Linked DNA regions of Mus musculus: regions 1, 2 and 3 are each linked to region 4. A link is a contact called in public HiChIP or PLAC-seq and promoter capture Hi-C data. All regions are on one chromosome and are shown on one strand. The core of a region is the stretch at or near the end of the contact, and the rest is flanking DNA. Distances in the headings are between cores, read along the strand shown. Region 1 holds the start of Sde2 (SDE2 telomere maintenance homolog (S. pombe)). Region 2 holds the start of 2900024J01Rik (a long non-coding RNA gene). Region 3 holds the start of Tmem63a (transmembrane protein 63a). Region 4 holds the start of Cdc42bpa (CDC42 binding protein kinase alpha).

Region 1 (5,560 bases), core at 1,350-3,849, 890 kb after region 4:
CGCTGAGCCTGAACATGGCTGGAAACACAGAAGAGTGTCTGGCGAGTCACACATGGACACAACCTGGAGAAGTCACTGCTTTGGGAGCCTCACTCTTGTTTGTGGGAAGTGCCAGGACCCTGCTCTGCTTCTGGCTCGAGCAGAACAACGTGCCATTTGGCTCCGTCAAGCCCCTGTCATGGGTTGCCACACAAACACTGTCTCGTGCTGTCATTTCCTGGCAGTGAACAATCACTCCACATTGCCTCAGGATCCCATCGTGTCTCTCTCCTGGCAGCTGAACCGGTCCTTAAAAAGCAGATGTACAGCTGGAGTCATTCTTTTGGGAACACAGGCAGGAACAAAGCCAGTGTGGCTTATCTGAACGAGCGCCAAGTGTGGTCCTAGGAGCACAGGGCACAGCTGCATGGATTTGGCAATTGAGGAACTGCTCCCCACCTCCCCCCCCCCCCCATTAACTTGTCACAACCATACAAGTGCCTTCCTGTCATTTCTTCATCTGAAACCATGAGATGGGGGAAGGTGGCTCTCTTTTTACACAATCACTCACAAGCCTCACCCCACAGCACTGGGCACTGGGTATGACAACATAGCTCCAGCAGCCAAGCTAACCAGTTGTTTCTAGCTCTTTCCTCAGTTAGTATATATCATGTTCTTGGCCATGCCTTTCAACTCTGAAGTCTCATTCTCTCTCTCACTATTTAAATGAATTTATAGGTACCAATTCAAATTGGTTTCTGTATCCTCCGAGTAGAATGTCCTAAGTTAGTGGAAAATATGTTTCTTTAGATGCACACCAGGAATAATTAAGTTAGACTGTAATCCATCAAACAGCCAACTAATATTTATGTAACATCTATTTTGTGTATTTCACGGTGTAAGGAGCTCATTGTGAAGGTTTAACAGATTATAGATTGCTCAAGAGGTCTGTGTCCTTGAAAAGCTAATAATGGTTATTTTGTATTTTAAATGACAAATGCTTGCTGGTTGCTTGGGTCTTCTTCATAACAGAGATTTAAATATAACCGAGGGGTAAAGAGTGAATTCATTCAGACATTAGGTTTTTGGAGAGCAGTAGTAGATAGTTGTAATAAATGACGTGGACTTTTCTTGTTAGAAGGGAATCCTTCTGGGACTTTCCAGCTTACAAAGCATTATTCTGACAAAGAAATGTTACATAACCCTAAACTGACCATGATCTGGTTCCTTGCAGAAGAAGAAGCTGCCAGGCTCTTGAAATGGTCATTTGATTCCCAAAAGGTGAAAAAAATAAATTAGCAGTTAGGACCACATGCTAACGGACAGAATGGGAAAAGATGGAAGGTCACATGCTTCCCAGTTTGTCTGGAAGGTCACATGCTTCCCAGTTTGTCCTGCTTACGTATCGGATGAGACGCCTGTAGGCCTCTGGGTTACTACTACAACACTCATAAAATACTGCTTCTATGCACAACATGCTTTGTGTAATTATTCTTCATCTCCTGGAATCTTCATGGAGGCCCGCTTTCCCGCCTGTGTGCACCAACAGATCTATAACTCCACAGAACTGCAAGTCCTATTTTTGTTCATTTTCACAGTTAAAGGATTTCAAGATTTTGTGCTTTCTCCTCAGCGATTAGTTCCATCGGCCTGCATCTTAACAGCCGAGAATATGGCTCTGCGGGCCAGGGCATCTGTGTTCAGGAGACTGAGTTATCCTCCCGATAATCCTCCCAGCTTCATGCTAGCAGCTTTTAAATTGTTTAGTATTTCAGAGACAACATCATCTCAGCATATTAAATATTAAGGGCCTCCCTCAGCACCCGAACCTTAAAGTTGTTCTCTGTAAAATCTGCGCGAGTGTTCCCAGGGCACAGAAAGAACGTTACAGCGGGGGTTTTTGGAAGCAGTATGGCTATAAACGTCACTCCCGCCCCTGCCGTTCACAAGGGCCCATTTGCTGTGAAATATTTTGAAAACACAGCTGAAGCGGGGACAGCGCAGAGCGCAAACATGCAAAAATAGGAACGAGCCGAACGTGATGGAAGGAACGTGAAGGGGGGTTCAGGAAATGAACATAAACCTCTAGGGAACTACGCAGGCCGGGGCTGCGGTTTGGGGACCACTGGGGGCCGTTCTCTAGGACTGGGAGGCCTCGCGGGTAGAGGAAGCCGTTTTTCTCCCCGCAGCACCGGGAAGCAGTGGCTGCCTGGGACACAGCCCTCCCAATCCCAAAAATAGCTGCACAAACCGGAGTGGCGCGCTGGCCTGCGGCGCTGGGCGGAGCCACGGGCAGCTTATCACCCCCAGCCAAAGCGCTGTAGCCCAAGCGCAGCAACCGCGCCCAGAGCTCGCCCTTTATAGCCAGTCCCTTGAGCCCCGCCCTAGCAACCGCCCCTAGCAACGCCTAGCTCCAGCGCTCCGCGGTCTTATCGGCCTCAGGCAGGCCTTTCCTGTCCCCCTCCCCCACGCCAGCTCGCGTGACGCCGGGCCACGTGACCGCCTTCCGGAAAGGCGGGGGTGAGTGGTGGAAACCCGGGAGGCGGGGCGCTGGAAGACGAGGCCTTCCGTCATCGAGATGCGACCGGATGGCTGTGTCGCCTAGTGCCTGTCGCAGTCCAGAGGTTCCGTCACCAGACGAAATGGCGGAGGCTGCGGTGGTGGCGTGGGTTCGCGGCCCCGGTACCGTGTGGAAGGCGCTGCCGTGTGCCTCGGTTGGGTGCTCCGTGCGCGATGTGATCTACCGACACTGCCAGGAACAGGTGAGGATGGCGGTTCCCGGGAAATGGGGGAAAGAGATCACCAAGCCAGGCTGGGTTCGTCGTTGGGTGTTTCTGACTAATATGGGGACATTCCTCTGCTAGTCTATGGCAGTCGTTGTTTTGTCCCCACGTCGTAAGAGAATCTCCGTCCATTTACTGCGCTTTGTCCAACCTCGACTACAAACTCTCGTTCTGTTTCTTTTATCCCCCCAAATGATACCTTTAAGGTTCTCTTCTTACATTCACATTATAGATAGGAATATGCTTTCTTACCGACCCTCAGGACACCCATCCAGGCCAAAGAACGGTTAGAGAAGGATATGGAGTCATCCTGACAGAGCCAATCACTCACAGATATTCTTGGGCCTCTTTAGACTCTGCCATGTGGATATAAAACCCTGGTTAAGTGCTTCTAAAGTTTTAAGCTTTAATTCCCAAAGAAGCAGGCTTATACTGACTAGGAAATCTCAAACCTCTTCAATCATCTAAAGAGTTTACTGGGTTCCCTGAGTCTAATTTTAATCTGGGCGTTTGGTATAGAACAGTTTTTCTGTATGACTGCGCCTTCGTTGTAGTCTGTTTTCTCTGCTTGTTATGTAGAAACATAACAAATGTTAAAATACCAAATCTGTTCCTAAAGAGACTTGGATGAGTTCCAAGAAGAATATGTGATTTTCTAATTTCTTTGTCCTTTAAAAAACAAGGACAAGAAAGTCTTTCCTTGTAGCCCAGGATGTTCTGAACATACTGGAGGGCTGGGATTATTGGTGTGTCCCACCACATCTAGCCTTTGTTTTCTTCTCTATTCTGCGGTCTAGTAAGAAAAACAGAACCTTTTTTTAGCCATTCGAATTCAGATACTTTCCAAAACAGGTGACTTTTCAATGTATTTGAAGAATAATTTTCAAGTTTTATTTTTAAACTTAAAATTGATCCATAAACAATAGAATCTTAACAATGAGGAGTGTTGGAAATACACTTTTTTGAAAGGACACAGAAATAAGGCTGGGCCTGGTGGTGTATGCCTCTAATCTCAGCACTTGAGAGGTTTGGGGGTTCTTAGCCACGTCTCTATAGTGGTTTTGGGGCAGCCTGGACTATGTGAAACCCTGCTTGAAAGCAAAACAGCCTCCTATCACCTCGTCCTTAGATTTAACAGAGGCACTGTACATGGACTATGGGAGTCCAGACATCCAGAAAAAACCCCCAATAGAATTGAGTTTGGAGAACAGGTAAGCAGAAGCAGTTATCAGAGAGCATTTGAGTCTGTCTGTTACTTAACAACAGTAAATGTGAGTGCAAGCAGCTTACTAAGGACAGTTTGATGAAATAGGAAAAATCAAGATAGTTCAAGTTCAAGCTATACTTTTTAAAGCAAAACGGTTCTGATCCATGAAGAAGTTTTATCTCTCGCTGAGAGAGGAAGACCTCTGCCCTGTTGATCATTAGCCTTAACAGACATCAGTAAAGGTGACTACAAGTTAATAGGAGACTCCCAAGGACATACTGCAGTAGTAAAATGCTGTAAGGACCTTGACAATCTACTCCTTTCTTATTTGCTGGGGGAAAAGTTGGTTTTAAAAACTGGAGATGAGAAGAATTCGGCTGCTGAAGGTGTCAGTAAGACAGCAACTTTCTGCTGCCCTTTGTCATGAAGGCCCAGGTGTGTGTACAACTTCCAATTAGGGGTTCCTGAGTAGAATATTCTGCATCCAAAATGTGTATTTCCAAGGGAAGAGGAGCCTGGTGTGTTCAACGGTTCAAGCCTGACGTTGGTCATTTAAGTTTCTCTTAACCTCTTTTCTTGTAGCGATGCTTGGTTTTCTTGTTAGGAACTGGAGACATTTGCCATGGTTTCTCTGTTTGCAGCTCCTCACGGCAGAGGGTCAGTACATTTGACCTTAGTGGACTGCACGTTGTCTCTGGTGCTTAGGCTGGTAGGCTGATCCTGCAAAGGTGTGGGTGAATACAGTGTATTGGAACATTTATAATCTACACATTTGGGAAATGTATAATCTACACATTTGATAAAATAGGAAATTCTTCCAAATTCTTTTTTCTACTAGAAACTTAATAGACAGGATTTTTTTTTAAAGATTTATTTATTCTATGTGAGTACACTGTTGCTCTCTTCAGACACAGCAGAGAGGGCATCAGATCTCATTACAAGTGGTTGTAAGCCACCATGTGGTTGCTGGGAATTGAACTCAGGACCTCTGGAAGAGCAGTCAGTGCTCTTAACCATGGAGCCATCTCTCCAGCCCAATAGACAGGAATCTTAACTAGAAAAGCAAGGGGTTGGGTGATGGCCTAATGGTTGCTCTTCCAGAGGTCTCAGATTTGGCTTTTAGCACCAGTGTCAGGCAGATCACAAACCACTGTAACCCCAGCTGTCCCCAGGGATGTGGACGACTCTGACCTCTGAAGGCACCTGCACCAACATGCCCATACTTATATACAGACATGTCATACACTTACACACAATGAAAAGGGATTTAAAAAATTTTTTTAATTAATTAATTAATTTATTATATGTGTGTATACTGTAGCTGTCTTCAGACACTCCAGAAAAGGACATCAGATTTTTTGTTACGGACGGTTGTGAGCCACCATGTGGTTGCTGGGATTTGAACTCAGGACCTTTGGAAGAGCAGTCGGTGCTCTTAACCACTGAGCCATCTCTCCAGCCAGAAAAGGGATTTTAAAAGGAAATCTTTTTGTAAAAAGGAAATAAAGTACAGCTTTTTTTTTTTTTGGGGGGGGGATACTTTTAATCTTCACTGTGTGAGGAATTACAAAAACAATAAATTAAGCCATAT
Region 2 (5,223 bases), core at 903-3,402, 820 kb after region 4:
TTCATCTGGTGCATGACAAACTGCCCTTTCCCCATAGAAGGGCTGGCTGTACAGTGGGAGGGAGGTCCTCTCCCTAAGGTCCTCCCCTGTCCCAGTCCCCCTTGTCTCTGAAGGGGGTCCATCATCCCACTTAATGTAAATTACACTCAAAGAAATGGTCCTTAGATCCCTCCCCCTTTCTCCCCTCTGTTTCTGTCCGTGACTTCATGTCCAGGACTTGGAATAGTGCCAGGACCACACTCAGGATGGGGCCCTAAGAGAAAATCAGCAACCAAGTAGCAAGAAGACAAAAGAGAGTGAACAAGAAAAAAAAAAAAAAAGGTATGAAAATAGGCTTAGCTGCTTTGGGGTTTTCCTTTGTGTTTATTTTTAGCAAGGATTGTGTGCCTAGCTCTGCAGTAAAACAGCTGATGCTACCAATCTTTGTTCCAGGGATCTGCCCGAGGCAACCTCACAGGTTTCTGCAGCCCAAAGGGAAGGTGATGGGTTGCCTGGCCCACCCAAGCTGAATCCAGAGCATTAGTCTCACAGGACCTTTTCCCTCTCGTGGTACCTTCTGGGTATGGAGGAAACGAGAAGCCAAGTGCTTTGGACAAGGCTGGAAGCTGAAGAGGCAGCCCTGCTTGCGGGCTTAAGCTTCCAGAATGGATCTCCTGCTGGCGTCTGCAGGGAGAGGCTGAAATGCCCAGGAGAGATCTCCACATCAGGCATCCGGAGGAGGCAGAAGAGAGGCCACCACTGTTGGGTCTCACACTCCATTTTGGATTTGCCTTTGAGGATCCCCACCCCCGACTTCCCCAAGGGGAAGGGCTAAGGGAAAACTATTTAGTTGGTGAACCCTACCTTAAGACGCCAGATTCTGGCACAGTCCCCTGTCAAGCTAGTGCAAGCCATCTGGGAGAACCACATGGGCCCTGAGCTTCCAAGAGACCCTGAAGGCTGGAAGGCGGACATTAGGAAATAAATACTTTACCTCTGTCCTTCCGTGTCTCAATACTGGTGACTTGTGGGCACTGCCCTCCACGCAGAGCTGGACAGAGTCCCTGCACAGAATAGGCCTGGTCATCCTGAGCAAGAAGATTAACAGAGCGGGGCAGTGGTGGTGCACACCTTTAATCCCAGCACGTTGGGAGGCAGAGGCAGGCGGATTTCTGAGTTCGAGGCCAGCCTGGTCTACAGGGTGAATTCCAGGACAGCCAGGGCTACACAGAGAAACCCTGTCTCGGGAAAGAAGAAGGAGGAGGAGGAGGAGGAGGAGGAGGAGGAGGAGGAGGAGGAGGAGGAGGAGGAGGAGGAGGAAGATGATTACCAGAGCACCCTGCAGAGGACTCTAGAATTCTGAGGAAGAGACGGTGTGACACAGGGACTTTAATTCATACTCTGGACAGTTAACACTTGAGGTGTCCAGGGATCACCACTTCAGGGATGACTAAATTACTGCTTATCTACATAAACACCCAAAAGAGTCATAAATTAAGGTTCTTTTGCAAAGTGATTTATGTACCATATGTGACCTGAGAGAAAGAGTGATCTGGCTGGCACTTCTGGCCCAAGGAACTTCTGAAAATCCAGCGAGCTGTGGTCTGGGGCTGGAGCTGCCGGTCGTGTGGTTCCGGGGCCGCTACTGCAGGAAAACAGCTGTGCTTCTTTCTAAGAGATCCTGTTGTACACACCAGGCCTTGCACTGAGTAACAAAACAACACTACGACCTCTAATGTCTGTGTCTGTGACTGGAGACAGTCTTGCAAGGTGGTGGCGAGGAGGCCACAAGCTTTCGAATATCAAATTTCTGCTGCAGCGCCTTGCGGCTGTGAAACCATAGCAAGGTCAGAACCAGGGTCCCAACCTCTCCAGGGCCCCGAGGCTCATGGTCTCCCACTGCAGGAGCATACCTGCTTCCGGGACCAGCTTTCTTTTGGGGGAACGGCGCGGCCTAGCGGCCTCTGGTAACCGATGCAAGGATCCCTCTCTTCCCTCTCCCTTCCCCCTCCCGAGTCCCAGCTCTTGGTTTGCGCCTTGGCCTCGGGATCTTCCGGGTCCCACCGCGCGCTGCTCGCGGGCAAGCCGCTGGGCTCTGGCGCCTTGAGCATCCGAGCAGGTCCTGCCCCCGCCGTAGGCGTGGGGACCTAGAGCTGCCCTCCGCTCCTTGTCCCGGGCCAGAGGCGGACACTAGGCGGTAGAAGCAGCTGCAGGGTCTGCCCTGCCCCCGCCCCGCGCGGAGAGCTGCTGCCAGGAACAGCAATATTAATAGGTACAAACTTCCTGGAAAGATTTTCGTCTTCGCGGTAAATGACCCCTCCTTGTCTGCCGGGGCAGGCGACGGGGAAGCCTGGGACCCACAGGAGCCAGGGACATTTGGGACCCATGGAGCTGTGGCTCACGAGAGCTGAGGTTCATTGGTTGGGGACCCACTCGGTGGGCAGGTCACAGACACCGTAGGGCAGGGCTGGGCTCGCCTTGGTAAATTAGGCGTTGGAGCCGCGACGCCCGATTGCCATTCCTCGGGAGCGCGCACGCCCTGGGCCACCCCGCCCGTATGCAGCGGCCGTAGCTCCTCCTCCGGATCGGGCTTCGGGGACCTTTGGTCACTTAGGAGCACCCAAACAACTCTGCAGCTGGTGCCCATAGGTGCGCGTCATTCCTTTCTCTAGAATTACCTGGCCCAGAAGCAGTTGTAGCCAAAGCCACCTCTCTCTTTCCCAGTCGCCAAGAGAGGACGGATCAGGAAGCGTCCCACCGGCCGCTTGGGCGCTGTGTGGTCAGTCCATGCCTGCATCTTGCGGATAGTCAGGTCCCAGTGCCTCCGCAGGAGGCTCACTCCCCGTACGGTGGCTGGAGTTCCCAAACCCTTTTTTTTTTTTACAACTCTGGACAGGGCGCCTGTTCTAGATTGGTTGGAGGTGTTTTCCCACCTGAAAGTCATCATTCATTGAAAATATTTATTGAAGCCGATGTGGTGGGAAGCTTGTAATTCCAGCACTCTGGAGGCAGAGGGAAGAGGATCTCCCATAGGTAAAGTTAGCCAGGTACTGAGCCCTTGACTTAAACAAACAAATTATCGCTACAAAGCAAACACAAAAATCCTCTTTCCCAAAACTTGAAAAAAAAAAAAAAAAGACAGAATTGAAACATACATGTGGGCAGATGGCCATGGAAGCTCACGGGAGGAGAGGCAGGAAGAGGATGGAGCAGGACAGAGCTGTGTAGACGTGTTTAGTGTTGGGACTGGGTGGTTGGGAAAGAGCAAGCCAGCCTCACAGGCTCACTCCCAAAGATGAAGACTGGCCCTGCTGGTTCCACCGGTGGTGTGGGAGTCAGAACGGCAGTTTGGGGCATGCTGGGTTTGATGCACACATTGGACATCCAAGGGTAGGGCGGAACAGATACTGGTCAGACAGGTCTCCATGCGAGATGCGAGACAGGGGAAAACACCTGAAGGAACCACCAGCCAGCCACCTCTGCTTATGGAGTGCGTGACGGTACAGTATGCGTAGGTGTAGCTAGCTTGAAACTCTCTGTAGATCAGGCTGGCCTCGATGGAAAGATCAGCCTGCCTCAGTCTCCTGAGTTGCTGTCATCCCAGTCGGAACTAAAAAATTTAAATTTAACTAATTTAAATTGAAAACAGGTTATTGACTCAGTTATTTGAAAATCTTTATTCTGTCTGAAACAACTAGGGTATAGACATCTGTTTTTTCAATGGCTTTCACATTGGGTGGTTTATAGTCGCCTCTAAGTCCAGCTCCCTGGAGTCAGAAACTCATTTTATTTTATTTTATTTTATTTTATTTTATTTTATTTTAGTGTATGGGTGTGTTGCTCATGTGTCTGTACACTACATGCATGCCTACTGCCCAGGGAAGCTAAAGAGGGCATAGAATCCTCTGGGTCAGCTACTCGAAAATCTTCAACAAGTCCTCCTCCTCCTCCTACTCCTCCTCCTCCTCCTCTCCTTCCTGTTTGTTTTTGTTTTATTTTGAGGCGAGGAGGTCTTTTTATGTATCCCTACCTGATCTGGAACTCTGTATACCAGGCTAGCCTCAAACTCACAGAGATCCTCCTGCCTCTGCCTCCTGAGTGCTGGGATTGCGCTTCCTAAGAAGCCGGGATGGTCGGTGATGTGTTTCCAAGGCCTGGCACAGGGACCACAGAAGGGCTCTGATTTATCCCTGATTCCTGAATATTTCAGGCGCTCAGATGCTCACAAGAATTCTGGTGTGTGTGTGTGTGTGTGTGTGTGTGCACTCGCACATGCACATGAATATAATCCAGGATTTCATGTAAAATGAGATACAAAGCCACGAGGAACAGGAGTCACTGGGTGTGGAAGGAGACCAGGCACTCCGGAGATGTTTCTCTCACTACTCATTATTAGCCCCAGGGATCCCCAAGGAGGGGCCTTTGTGTATCTTTCCTTTCCTGTTAAACCTAACAGAGTCCAAGACCAAAGGAACACCAAGCTGATAGTGGCCCTTCCTCATTCTAGGCTCCAGAGATGCCCTGAAGCAAGGTGCAGAGACCAGAGGCTTACTGCCTCTCTGCATTTTGAAGTTATCATTGCCTCCCATCTATGATTGCTTGATGCACCAAGCTCCCAGAAGAACCAGGAATCAGGCCGAGCAAAGTTCACGCTGGGAGCTTTGACCGGTCTGCACGGACCGCTCAGGTGTCCTGGCCCTCCAGCTCACATCACGCATTACCATTTTGTTCCTTAGCCACCGTGACTTTGCCCACACTCCTGGTCCTGCTTAGTTGTTTTTGATGGCTATTAGGGAATCCAGTGAGCAGTGAAGGGTGGAGCATTCCAAGAGGAGTCAGGAAAATACAGCAGAGGTGCCTAGGCAGCAAGGTCCTCGGTGATATGGGAGAAGAACCAAGTTGGAGCTGTGCTGGGTCTGGGCTGGATAAAGATGTATTTCCCAGGAGTGAGGGGACACTGAAGCAATGGAGAGGCATCTCGTGTGCTGTCTTCTGGGGATAAGGAATAGATGGAGGACAAAGGCAACTAAGAAGGTGTCACATTGTCCCCTATACCCTTCTTCATTCAATTTCCATATCCCGGCAAGAACTGACCTGCCTCTAGACTTACCAAGCAGAACAGTCATTGTTTGCCCAGTGAATACACAGGCACTTCCATCTTCCAAAGTCCTGACCTCTGGCTAATGGACTAGTATTGCCCTGTCAGCTACAACTGGAAGCGACCTGCAACATTTCTTTGTCACC
Region 3 (5,250 bases), core at 2,451-4,950, 980 kb after region 4:
TCTGTGAGTTTGAGGCCATCCTGTGACATAGGGAGTTTCAAGTCACCCAGCACTACACTGTCAGACCTTGTTTCAAACAAACAAACAAACAAATAAATAAATAAATAATCAAAAATCAAAGTCATAATTCTAGAAGGATAGAACTCAGTCTTCTTGGGCTGATATAGGGGGCGCTATTCACAGCATTGGCTATGTCATGGTAGGATGCCAAGTATACAGAAGCTTTTTTTTTTTAAAGATTTATTTATTGATTATATGTAAGTACACTGTAGCTGTCTTCAGACACTCCAGAAGAGGGAGTCAGATGGTTGTGAGCCACCATGTGGTTGCTGGGATTTGAACTCCGGACCTTCAGAAGAACAGTCGGGTGCTCTTATCCACTGAGCCATCTCTCCAGCCCCCCAGAAGCTTTTTAGAAGCAAGCATGACCAGAGTCTCAGCCCAAGGAATGGGTCTCTTAGTCTCCCTACAGGTCTGCACAGCGGTTGGCTTCAAATTCCATCTCCTCTAGTCTAATCTGAATCCTAATCTTTCTTGTCTTGATCCCCTAAATAGCAGCAGCAACCCCCAACTTCTGTAGTTTTAGTTTAAGAAACCAATAATTTTTTTAAAAGAAAACCTCTATTATTTTATTTTACGAAGAAACCCCTGTACAAAAAAAGCTTTATTTCCCCTTATAAAGTCAAGAGACCGATAATTTGTTTATTGTATTTATATGAGTACACTGTCGCTGTCTTCAGACACACCAGAAGAGGGCATCAGATCCCATCACAGACAGCTGTGAGCCACCATGTGGTTTCAGGGAATTGAACTCAGGACCTCTGGAAGAGCAGTCAGTGCTCTTAACCACTGAGCCATCTCTCCAACCCTAGATTTATTTATTTATTGTATTTAGAAACCAATAATTTAATAATTACTTTACACACTGACTAGTACAACCAGGTCTATGGCTTGTTCAACTCACACCCTAGATTTATTTTCTTAGACAGTGTCTCATGTAGCTTCCTGCTTTTATTTAATTTATTATTATTATTATTATTAAACAAGGTGTTAAATAGCTTAGGATAGCCTCCAACTCCATATGCAGTCAAAGATGACTTTAACTTTCTTTTTTCAAGACAGGGCTTCTTTGTGTAGTCCTGGCTGTCCTAGAACTCACTCTGAAGACCAGGCTGGCCTTGAACTCAGAGATCTGCCTGTCTCTGCCTCGAAAGTGCTGGGGCTAAAGGTAATGTCCCACCTTGCCTGGCTTTGAGTTTTTTGTTTCGTTTTGTTTTGCTTGTTTTTTCCAGCTAGGGTTTCTCTGTGTAGCCTCAGCTGCCCTAGAACTCACTCTGTAGACAAGGCAGGCCTCAAAGGCACAGAAATTTACCTGCCTTTGCCTCCCTAGTGCTGGGATTAAAGGCATGCACACCACTGCTCAGCTGATGTTAAATATTTTTAAAAATCAAATTGTGTGTGTGTGTGTGAATGTGAGTGTGTTTGTGTGTGTGTGCATGTGAGTGTGTATGTGAGTATGTGAGTGTGTTTGTGTGAGTGTATGTGAGTGTGTGTGAGTATGTGAGTGTGTTTGTGTGAGTGTATGTGAGTGTGAGTGTGTTTGTGTGTGTGTGCATGTGAGTGTGTGTGTGAGTATGTGAGTGTGTTTGTGTGAGTGTATGTGAGTGTGTGTGAGTATGTGAGTGTGTTTGTGTGAGTGTGTGTTTCTGTGAGTGTGTGTGTGAATGTGAGTGAGTATGTGAGTGTGTTTGTGTGAGTGTGTGTGTATGTGAGTGTGTGTGTATGTGAGTGTGTGTGTGTGAATGTGTGTGTATGCGTATGTGAGTGTGTGAGTATGTGAGTGTGTTTGTGTGAGTGTGTGTTTCTGTGAGTGTGTGTGAGTGAGTGTGTTTGTGTGAGTGTGTGTGAGTATGTGAGTGTGAGTGTATGTGAGTGTGTGTTTCTGTGAGTGTGTGTGTGTGTGTGTGTGTGAGTGCCAGCCAGCAAGTGCTTTGGAAGTCAAATGGAAACTTTAAGGAGCTGGTTCTCTCTTTCAACAGTGGGTTCTGTGGGTGAGACTCAGAGACGCAGCTGGTTAGGCTTTCGTGGTAAGCGCCTTTATCCTGAGCTTGAACCTTGAACTTCTCATCCTGTGTCCACATCCATCCACATCCGGAGTGCGGTGAGTACAGACCTGTATCACCATGACTGGCTTGTGTGTCACTAGGTATCGTGCACACTACCCAAACACTCTGCCAACTTGAGCTACATCTCTAGCCCAGGTCTTGTCAACTCAAACACTCTGATCCATCCCAGCCTTCTCTGGACCTTGAGACAACTGTAACCTGCAGAAGACCAGACATGGGAAGCCTTTCCTTCCCTTACCAAGGGCCCTAACCTTTTCTTTGGTAGCTGGGCCATTATCCTAATGACTGGGGCTAGATCCCAGGCCACAGGCCAGGCAGGTGTCAGCGTGATCAACAAAGGCAGAAATGAGGATGTGTGGGATGGGAGCCTGGAGAAGATCAGGCAGAGCCAATCTGAGGAGCCAAGTGCATAAATGACTGGGGGCCTACAACCAGGGACCTAGAGAAGCCAGTTGTGGGGTCCCTAACAAAGAAAAGACAAGGACAGAGGATGGCTCTGGGAAATTAACTGTTAGCTAGGTCTTAAGGGGTTGGAGGATGGGAGTGGGAAGGGACAGAGAACCAAAGAGGAAAGAGACACCCTGTTTCAGATAGTTGCAGGCTGGGCTAGAATCAGGACCAGGGAGGCTGCGAGAGTATTTTTATCTTTACAGTAGAAGATGAAAGCTAAAACATGGAAGTGAGGTCAGAGAAGCAGCAAAACTGTGCCTTAGGGAATGAGGATTTGCCGGGCATGGCGGTGTCAGTGTGGCAAGAACTCAGCAGCAAGCTTTGGTCCCACTCCTTTCCTTGTGTAAACCGAGACCTGCAAGTGGGTGGTTTGAGGCAGTGGCCCCTCCAGGATCCTTACTCCATTTCCCTAAAGATCCAGCGTCGGTCCTGTCCTGGGAGAGGGCGCAGAGCAGGTCCAGAGGCCGCTGTTATCTGGAAACCTCCAAGTCGCAGCCAGAACACACCAGACGCTCAGCGTGTTTGGTCCCAGTTGGCAACGCTGGTGACCCGGGGCAGAGCAGTAACGCGTGGTCCTAGGGAACGCTGGAAATGTTGTTCTTTATTTGGGGCAGGACAGAGCTTTGTAACTTTCAAGGTCCCGGCTCTCTTATGCGGCGGGACTGGGAACAGGGTAGGTCCACTGCGCCCTGGTGTTCCCCCGCCCTGAAATCCAACTGGGCCAGCTTAGAATTTCCTGGGGACATTCAATCACGAACATTTGCAGATGCTCTCCAACGCCGCAACTATCCTAGGCACGGCCCAGTGCCCTCTCAGTGGGGATGTGCTAGGGCACAAAGGAAAGGCAGTTCGGAGACGTCCTCTCCCAGCCTTGTGGGCGTTAGCTGGTCTGGTCCCGCCCCTAGACCTCCGTGAGGACGGCCACGCGTGGACCAGCGTTAGAGAACCACATTGGGGTTCACTGCCCGGCGCACAGAGCTCGAGGTCCTGCTGGGGCCGGCGCGAGCGAAGAGTCCAAATTAGGTAACGCGTGGACACAGTTCTGCGCATGTGCAAGAGGAGCCGGAGTTTCACTTTGTAACTTTTAAGTGGTGCGGACGCCACCCCGCCTCGCCAGGTACGGACTGACCACTCCCCCGGGCGCGCGCGCCGCGCCGCCGCCGCAGGTAAAGTGGGAAGGGGAGCAGAGATGGGGAGGTTGCGGCCAGCCCCTCCCAGGACGCGCCGGCCCGGGTCCTCGCGGGGCGGGGCGCCTCGGGTCGCTTTCCCCGGGGACTGTCTGGTGACAGTAGCGGGGTAGGTGGCTGGAGAGTGCCAATCAAGCCCCGCGCCGCTGGGACTTCCTGACAGCTCTTGGCTGCGTGGCGGATCCTTCCCTCCACCTCCTCGGCGGGCTTTGGAGTTTGTTTGTGGAGTCGGATCTCCCCGCCTAACCCGAAGGGCAGCGTCGGAGCCCTCTTTTCTTTAATTCCTTACGAGGCTAGACCCGGCTTGGGCGGGCTTCGTACTGTCCGGGTGACCACTCCCTCCTGCCCGGGTAGCACCGGGTGGAGGAAAACTGGGGACTTGGGAAAGGGCGGGAGGGGGAGGGAAGAGCTGAGACGGCAAAGAAACCACATCCGACAACAACTTACCCAGACCTGATAAGCCTGGCTACCTGACACCTCGGGTGAGGTGGAGTTGCTGTCTTTCTGTCCCAAACAGGAGCCAACAGCTTGTAGGGACTTTTGCAAAAGGCCTGGGAACATATTTTCTCTCCTGAAGCTTTGGCTGGGTCCCAGAGCCTGCCCTGTTGAGAGTTTGGGGTGCCAATGATATGGTGGAGTGCTGAGCGTTTGCGTGTACGAATATTCACTGGATGTGGGATGGTGGCTATTGCTAAGTGTGTACCTAGGCAGGGATCCTGAGACCACAGTGTCTAATTGCTGTTTTTAAGGCCCCCTCGCTCCTCGTAGTGATGCGGTTGGAATACAGCCTTTTGCCTTGCACATTCTAGGCGTGCACTTGGCTTTGAGCAGCATTTCCATCCCTTAGGGACTTGTTTGATTTCTTCCCTACACACACCCAGAGCCTTCTCTCTCTGGCTTGGCTGCCCCTTGGTGGGTGTGCTCCCATCTGCCCTCTCAGAGCGTGTTCCTTTGGGAAGGCAAGAACGGACTGGCTCATTGAAAGCCTAGAGAATGTTTCTGTAGCAGCCTCTGACTCTGCTGCTGCTGGGTGGGCACAGGTTGCTCCGACTGGAGGAGAGGGTCTCGGACTGTGGCTTCTGATCCCTCTCACTTGTCAAGCCTTTCTTGTTTGCTCTGCGGTATTTGATTTCCCTGATTCTAGCCCACAGGGGATATTGAGGCAGAGAAGCAGCCCTTATGTCTGCATGAGGCAGAATAGGCTACCTGGTTGAGGAGGCCCTTAGGCCTTCTGTTTTGCTTTTGAGGCAGGGTCTTACTATGTAGCCACGGATGGCCTAGAACTCACAGAGATCCACCTGCCTCTGCCTCCTGAATGTTGGGGTAAATGGGTGGGTACCACAACACTCTCCCTTCCTTAGTTCTTACCAAACTTTGTAGATTCTCTTGGGAAACCTGTTTGGCAAGAGAAAAATGACTTAGGAGTGTGGCTTGGCCACTAGGGGAAGGCAGCCACAGTTACCCTCCTGGGGTCAAGGCTTCTCTGT
Region 4 (5,745 bases), core at 514-3,013:
TAGCTGTATCAAAAGTAGAACCTTCCATGAGCATTATGGAGGGAACTCTCTCAAAATCTAAGACCACAAAACCCTGAAAGGGCCCCACCAGCAGCAGGTGCCTTGGCTCTTCAGTGACTTGCTTTTTGCTGCATTGCTACCGGGCCGCAGAGTGGCTGTCCCCATACCTGAAAAGTGTGCTGACAGAGAGTTGTAGGTTTGGTGACAGTGACGAACTATGTTGATTGCGGGAGCTGAATCCCCAGGGGAGCTTGTCACCTTGGGTGAAGAATAACAGGCATGATCTAGGATATTTCTGGAGGAAAACATGCCAGGCTTCACATTGGGGGAAACTTTGGGAAACAGAAACGGGAATCCCTCTCCTTTGAGATCCCGCATGCACGACAGGGATGGTGAAGCAGACCAGTCTCTTATTATTTTTCCATCCTGGGGGAGTGACACAAACGCTGTGGATTAGGAACACCGGAAATTAGGAGTCTGGGGCGTGGGAAAGCCGAATGGGGGCAGGGTGGGCAGGTAAACAGCGTCTGGAGCGGCTGTCTTGTCTTAGAGCGGTTGGAAGCCGAGGGTACCCTTGCGGGACCGACGGCATCTCCGCAGAAGTGGAGGAAGAAGGCCGGCTGGGGGGTGGTCACCGCGGGGACCCCGGGCGGCGGCGAGGCACCGTGGCGCAGTTCCCAGCCCGTGCCTCACCGAGCCAACCCGTTCCACACCCGAGTCGCCCCGGGGGACCCCGCTTCCCTGGCTGCGGCAGCCGCAGCGCCGCGGGCCGAGGCGATCCCCCTCCCCCGGGGCTCGGGCTCGGCTGGGCCGCAGCGCGCCGCTTCCAGCGGGGTCGGGGGGCGGGGCGCGCCGCCATTTTGGATCCGGACGGTCCGCGAGCCTCCGCCTGCGCGCCGCGGCGCCGGGAGCGGCCTCGGGGAGCCTAGGGCGCGGGCGCGGGCGGCGCGGGCGCGAGCGGCGCGGGCGGGAGGGCGGGCGGGGGAGGCGGGCAGAGGAGGAAGGGAGTGGTTGGGAGCCGGGCTGCGGCAGCCTCAGGTCTCCTCAGCGGCGGCAGCGCCCCCTCCTCCCGCGCCTCAGCCGCCTGCGTCCGTCGGGAAAGATGCCCTCAGCCCAAGGCTGGGAAGAAGGGACTCGAGTCGCCGCCCGAACCGCGGCTGCCGCCCGCGTCCTCTGAATTCGTCAGCGCAGCCCCTCGCCGAGGGGCGGCGGCGGCGGCGGCCGCAGGGCGCGAGCGGGAGCCCGGGCGCTGCGCCCGGCGGCACGGCGCGGCCCGCCAGCGGCCTCCGGCATGGAGCGGGCTCGCGCGGCCAAGTAGCCGCCGCCCCCGGAGCCCGGCGCGAGAGCCGCCCGCAGCCCGCCTCATCCCGGCTGCGCCGCCGGCCAGGCCCCGGGAGAAGCCGGGAGGAAGATGACGCGTCCTCGCCGCAGTCCGCTGGAAGCAAGACTCGCTGCAAAGCCCTAGGAAGAAAGAGCTCGGAGCGGAGGCTCGGCGTGCTCCGAGCCGAGCCGGGAGAACTGCTCCGGCAGCTGCCCTCCCTTTGCCGCGGAGGACTCGCCCAGGCGCTATCCGAGTGGAGGTTGGGAGCATTTGCAGAATTTTTGGCTTTCCCTCCCCCTCCATACGTTGCCCCCTCCTCCTTTTTCAATTTTTCTTCTTCCCGGGAAGTGAATTGCTGATGCCAAGGGGACTTTATTCATTAATGATGCAACTGGATTCGTTTCAGGATTATGTTGCACGAATTGAATTTTGAATGAAGGAGTTTTTTTTTTTTTTTTTAAGGAGTGTTGACTCTTTAGTTCGTTGTACTTTTAATTATTATTTTATTTAAATGTACAATTTAATTGTATTATTCTCTTAAAATATTAAATCTATATTTTATGGAAACTCACCCTCAAGATATATATGTTTATGGGTGAAATTGGAGACGCTTCCGTTAAGTGAGGTGACTGGTGTATTGGATGTTTAATTCAGCACCGGCATTGCATGACAGTTGTTGAAATAACAAGTGGTTTATTTTTAAAAACCACATCTTTAAACTTTTAGGTTCAGATAGTAACAGTAGACATCGTAAGGGCATTTAAAAGAAAACCAGCAGAAATCGAAGCAAACATGTCCGGAGAAGTGCGTTTGAGGCAGTTGGAGCAGTTTATTTTAGATGGGCCAGCTCAGACCAATGGGCAGTGCTTCAGTGTGGAGACGCTACTGGACATCCTCATCTGTCTTTACGATGAATGCAATAATTCTCCATTGAGAAGAGAGAAGAACATTCTTGAATATCTAGAATGGGGTAAGTTTTCTTCTAATGCGTTGCTGGGCGTGAGCATTATTAACTATAGTGAAAATGATGTGTATAGCCTTAACAACAGAACAAACGCCTATTAGTCAAGACTTCTCTCTCCTAGTTTTTCTTAACTGTTTGCCAGGGCAAAGCGGTGCCACTTAGTTGTTGCCTGGTTGTTTGGCCTTGCTGTTTGTGAACTCACTGCGTCTGGGGGGGGGGGGGGGCGGGCAGCAGCAGGAGCTTCAGAAGGAAGGCTGGGATTGGCAGAATTGGATTATTGAGCACAGTTGTCACAACCGTTCAGTGGGAGGGTATTTGTTGGTTGGAACATTCCTTCCCAGTCTTTGAAAATCACAGGAGATTTGAGGAGATGCTGAAGTCCCTGTGTTAATTTTAGGACAACAGGAATGTGGAGGTGGTGATCAGGGGGTTTAGTCTCATCTCTGGATAGCACTGGCAAAGGAAAGTACTAAACATGGACTTTCCAAAAATCACTAGGTTCCTGAGAAATAATAGAAATTATGTGTATGTGTGTGTGTAAAAAGATGTAGTTGGAGGATGTTTGGAGGCAGCTCCACCTGCCTTAGATTTTATTCTAAATTGAATTTGTGTCTATACTGGCTAGATGTGACCCAGGTGACCTATAGTAGTGGACTAGATCAGTGATGCGGGCAAACTCTGCATGTGACCTTCAAGGCTTGTCTGAACTCCAGGAGCCTCTGATGTCACTCACTCGTGTGAGGGAAGTCTGACATCCAGCAGTGGCCATCACTGCCCAGGCTGGTAGAGAGTGGTACCATAGCTCTGGAAGGATTTAGGCCATTTAGAATTTTGAGCTGTTGAAATACTTTTAGCTAGCTAAATGATTTTTATATCGACGATCTTTATTCCCAAGTAAACCTTAATTTTTCTGAAGTAAAAAATTTAAGTGGCCGTTGTTGTTTCTGTTTTCAAATTCATTCAAAATTTGTTTCTCAAGTCAACTCCCACTTTAAGAATGCTAACATGAAGCAATTTGAATTCTCCAGTTTTCCAGTATTAGATGAGTGATTGCTAGTAGCACGATGTTTCAGGGTTTAAAAGAAAATGTACAAATGTGCATGGGATGATTTCACAAAGCAGTTTGCCATCAGCGTGCTGGGAATGTAAGGAATCTTAAATCAGTTGTCAGGCAACTTCTCGCTTGAGAGTAGGTAATTTTTATGTTGGCACTGACTTTGCATTTACCTGCCTTTTTATGTGCAGGATACAATATTTTATGAAGCATATGGAATCTTACACCCTGTGTTTCATAAACTTAGGAATTCTGTGGTGTTTCTTTTTTTGAAGACTTAAAAGGTTTCAGTACTTTTAGAGTTGGAATTTGAGTCCTTCAGTTACAGCTTCATAGTGATACTGTAGTCTGTGATTATGATTGTCATTTAATATCCTTTTCATTTGCAAAACGGTAGGAGAACTCTTTGTACATAGCAGTGGCAAATATAATTTAAAATAGTGTATTATATAAGTGAAAATGCATTTTCATGGCTTCCTGATGTGTGGTAGTTTTATGCTATGGGGTATTTTGCCATCTTATTAAAATAATCTCTGTATCTTCCATTTAGCATCCTTTCTTGGATTTTTTTTCTCTGTTTATGAAGACACTTTGCAAACACATACATACATATTTACTTATACTAAAAAGTAAAACAAAGATCAAGTGTTTGGCTACATTCACTATGTTTTTTTATTTTTTCAGAGAGAGGGTTTTATGTCACTCTTGAAGTTTCTGTGTAACTGAGACTGGCCTTGAACCTTGGCCCATCCCCCTCTATCTTTACAGTGCTGGCAGTATTGTGCATTACCATGTGCAGATTATATAGTGCTGGGAATTCAGTTCAATCCCCAGTCCAAAATCATCTTTATTCTTATTAATAATTTCATGTCTTACCTTTTTAGTTGTCTGATATATGGTATGATGAGACTCTACAGTCTCATAAACCATTACTGGTGCTTTTAAAAGGCTTATTTTTATTATTTTAAATTATCTATGTGTGAAGGTCTGGTATGTGTTGTAAGTGCAAACTCCTGAGGAGGCCCCAGACATCTGATCCCCTTGGAGCTGGATGCTGGCGGCTGTAAGGTGCCTGACATGGGGGCTGGGAATCAAACTCAGGTCCTCTGGAAGAACCATTTGCCCTCTAAGCTACCAAACCATCTCTTCAACTCCAAGAGAGAAGTTTAAAAGTTAAAAAACTCCCCCTCCTCTTCCTTCTCTTTCCCTTCTCCTTCTTCTCCTTCTCCTTCTTCTTCTTCTTTAGATTATAATAGTTATATCATTTCCCCTTCCTTTTCTTCCATCCAAACTCTTCTATAGCTCTCTTTCAAATTCATGGCTTCTGTTTTCTTTGTTTTTCACACACACACACACACACACACACACACACACACACACACAGACACACACAGACACGGAGAGACACAGACACATACATAGACACACACACATACATATATACTCCTAAAATCATAAATACATGCTTAGTCTGCATGATGTTACTTGTATTTATGTTTTCAGGGCTGAACATTTGGGTTTGGATAACCAGTCGGTGTGCTCTTCCTGGGGAAGAGAGACTAGAACTTTTAAGGAATTATTTTGTGTACTTTAGGCTCTTAAGCCTCTGGCATGCTCTTCCCTTCATAAGAATTCGGAGTGGAAGTGTTGCAGAGATGCATCCTAAGTGGTTTCGTTTACTGTCTTTCTTTGTGGATCTTAGATTAAGAATGATGGTGTCTTTTCATTTAAGTATTGCAGTGAGTCATTCCTCCTTCATTTATTAGTCTATCACTACATTTTGGGAAATGTTCTATAATGTTCCCATTGCAAAAAATGTATAAGACTATCTAGATTAGGTTTTCAGATTATGAATTGACTGCACCTTAAATTTTCAATGAATTAGCTTTTTGGGATGGAAATTTATAAGAATATTACTAAGGTTAAATTTGACATTTTAGATTTGCTTCAAGATGTCATCTTTGGTTTGATTTTCGTCATTCAAAAAGTATTGTCTTTAAGTCTTTTAAAAGACCCAGTAGTTGAAATAGAACAGTGTAATTAAACATTCCATATTACATGTTAAATATTTGTGTTCGGCATTTGCATTATTGGAAGTACCACCTAGAGGCTCCATAGTTTTGCAAGAGATGTCTGGTTACTTTTAAACACGTAGTCAAACTTTTGTGTGTATCGCTCCATTAATTTCATTTGACTCCAAGTTATGGTCCATTTCATTTCTGTAGTGGTACAGGTAATGTTTTGTTCTTAACAGTACCACAGGAAGAAAACTTGACTATGCCAAGTCAAACATGCTGCTTTTCTTTTATAGCCTTTCTTGGTTTTGGTGCTGAGGAAGAAAAGTAGAGTAGTTGAGAGGAAAAAGGGATTAAGTCAGTGAGTGCTTGCCCGAGGGGATACAAACAC

What was found. Promoter capture Hi-C pulls out the DNA fragments that hold promoters and counts their contacts. HiChIP or PLAC-seq counts read pairs in DNA pulled down with a chosen protein or histone mark.
Region 1: a FOXA1 HiChIP or PLAC-seq map of pancreatic cancer cells shows a contact between it and region 4. The contact joins the promoter of Sde2 here to the promoter of Cdc42bpa in region 4. A contact is called at or near these places in 1 of 39 promoter capture datasets (liver) and 1 of 115 datasets of contacts at active chromatin or transcription factors (pancreatic cancer cells).
Region 2: a contact with region 4 is called in a promoter capture Hi-C map of liver, with 7 times the contacts expected there. The contact joins the promoter of 2900024J01Rik here to the promoter of Cdc42bpa in region 4. A contact is called at or near these places in 1 of 39 promoter capture datasets (liver), 2 of 115 datasets of contacts at active chromatin or transcription factors (embryonic stem cells and pancreatic cancer cells) and 1 of 9 other capture datasets (embryonic stem cells).
Region 3: a contact with region 4 is called in an HNF4G HiChIP or PLAC-seq map of pancreatic cancer cells. The contact joins the promoter of Tmem63a here to the promoter of Cdc42bpa in region 4. A contact is called at or near these places in 1 of 115 datasets of contacts at active chromatin or transcription factors (pancreatic cancer cells) and 1 of 9 other capture datasets (adipose tissue).

Annotation. Positions count from the first base shown.
Region 1 is chr1:180,848,552-180,854,111 of GRCm38.p6, forward strand. Sde2 (SDE2 telomere maintenance homolog (S. pombe)) reads left to right here and starts at 2,600. Exons shown (of 7, transcript NM_145943.1): 1 at 2,600-2,741. The coding sequence starts at 2,622. It also overlaps the pseudogene Gm20305.
Region 2 is chr1:180,775,809-180,781,031 of GRCm38.p6, forward strand. It overlaps 2900024J01Rik (a long non-coding RNA gene), which reads left to right and starts at 2,153. Exons shown (of 3, transcript XR_373751.4): 1 at 2,153-2,251.
Region 3 is chr1:180,938,818-180,944,067 of GRCm38.p6, forward strand. It overlaps Tmem63a (transmembrane protein 63a), which reads left to right and starts at 3,701. Exons shown (of 23, transcript NM_144794.2): 1 at 3,701-3,742.
Region 4 is chr1:179,958,997-179,964,741 of GRCm38.p6, forward strand. Cdc42bpa (CDC42 binding protein kinase alpha) reads left to right here and starts at 1,764. Exons shown (of 37, transcript NM_001359541.1): 1 at 1,764-2,291. The coding sequence starts at 2,114.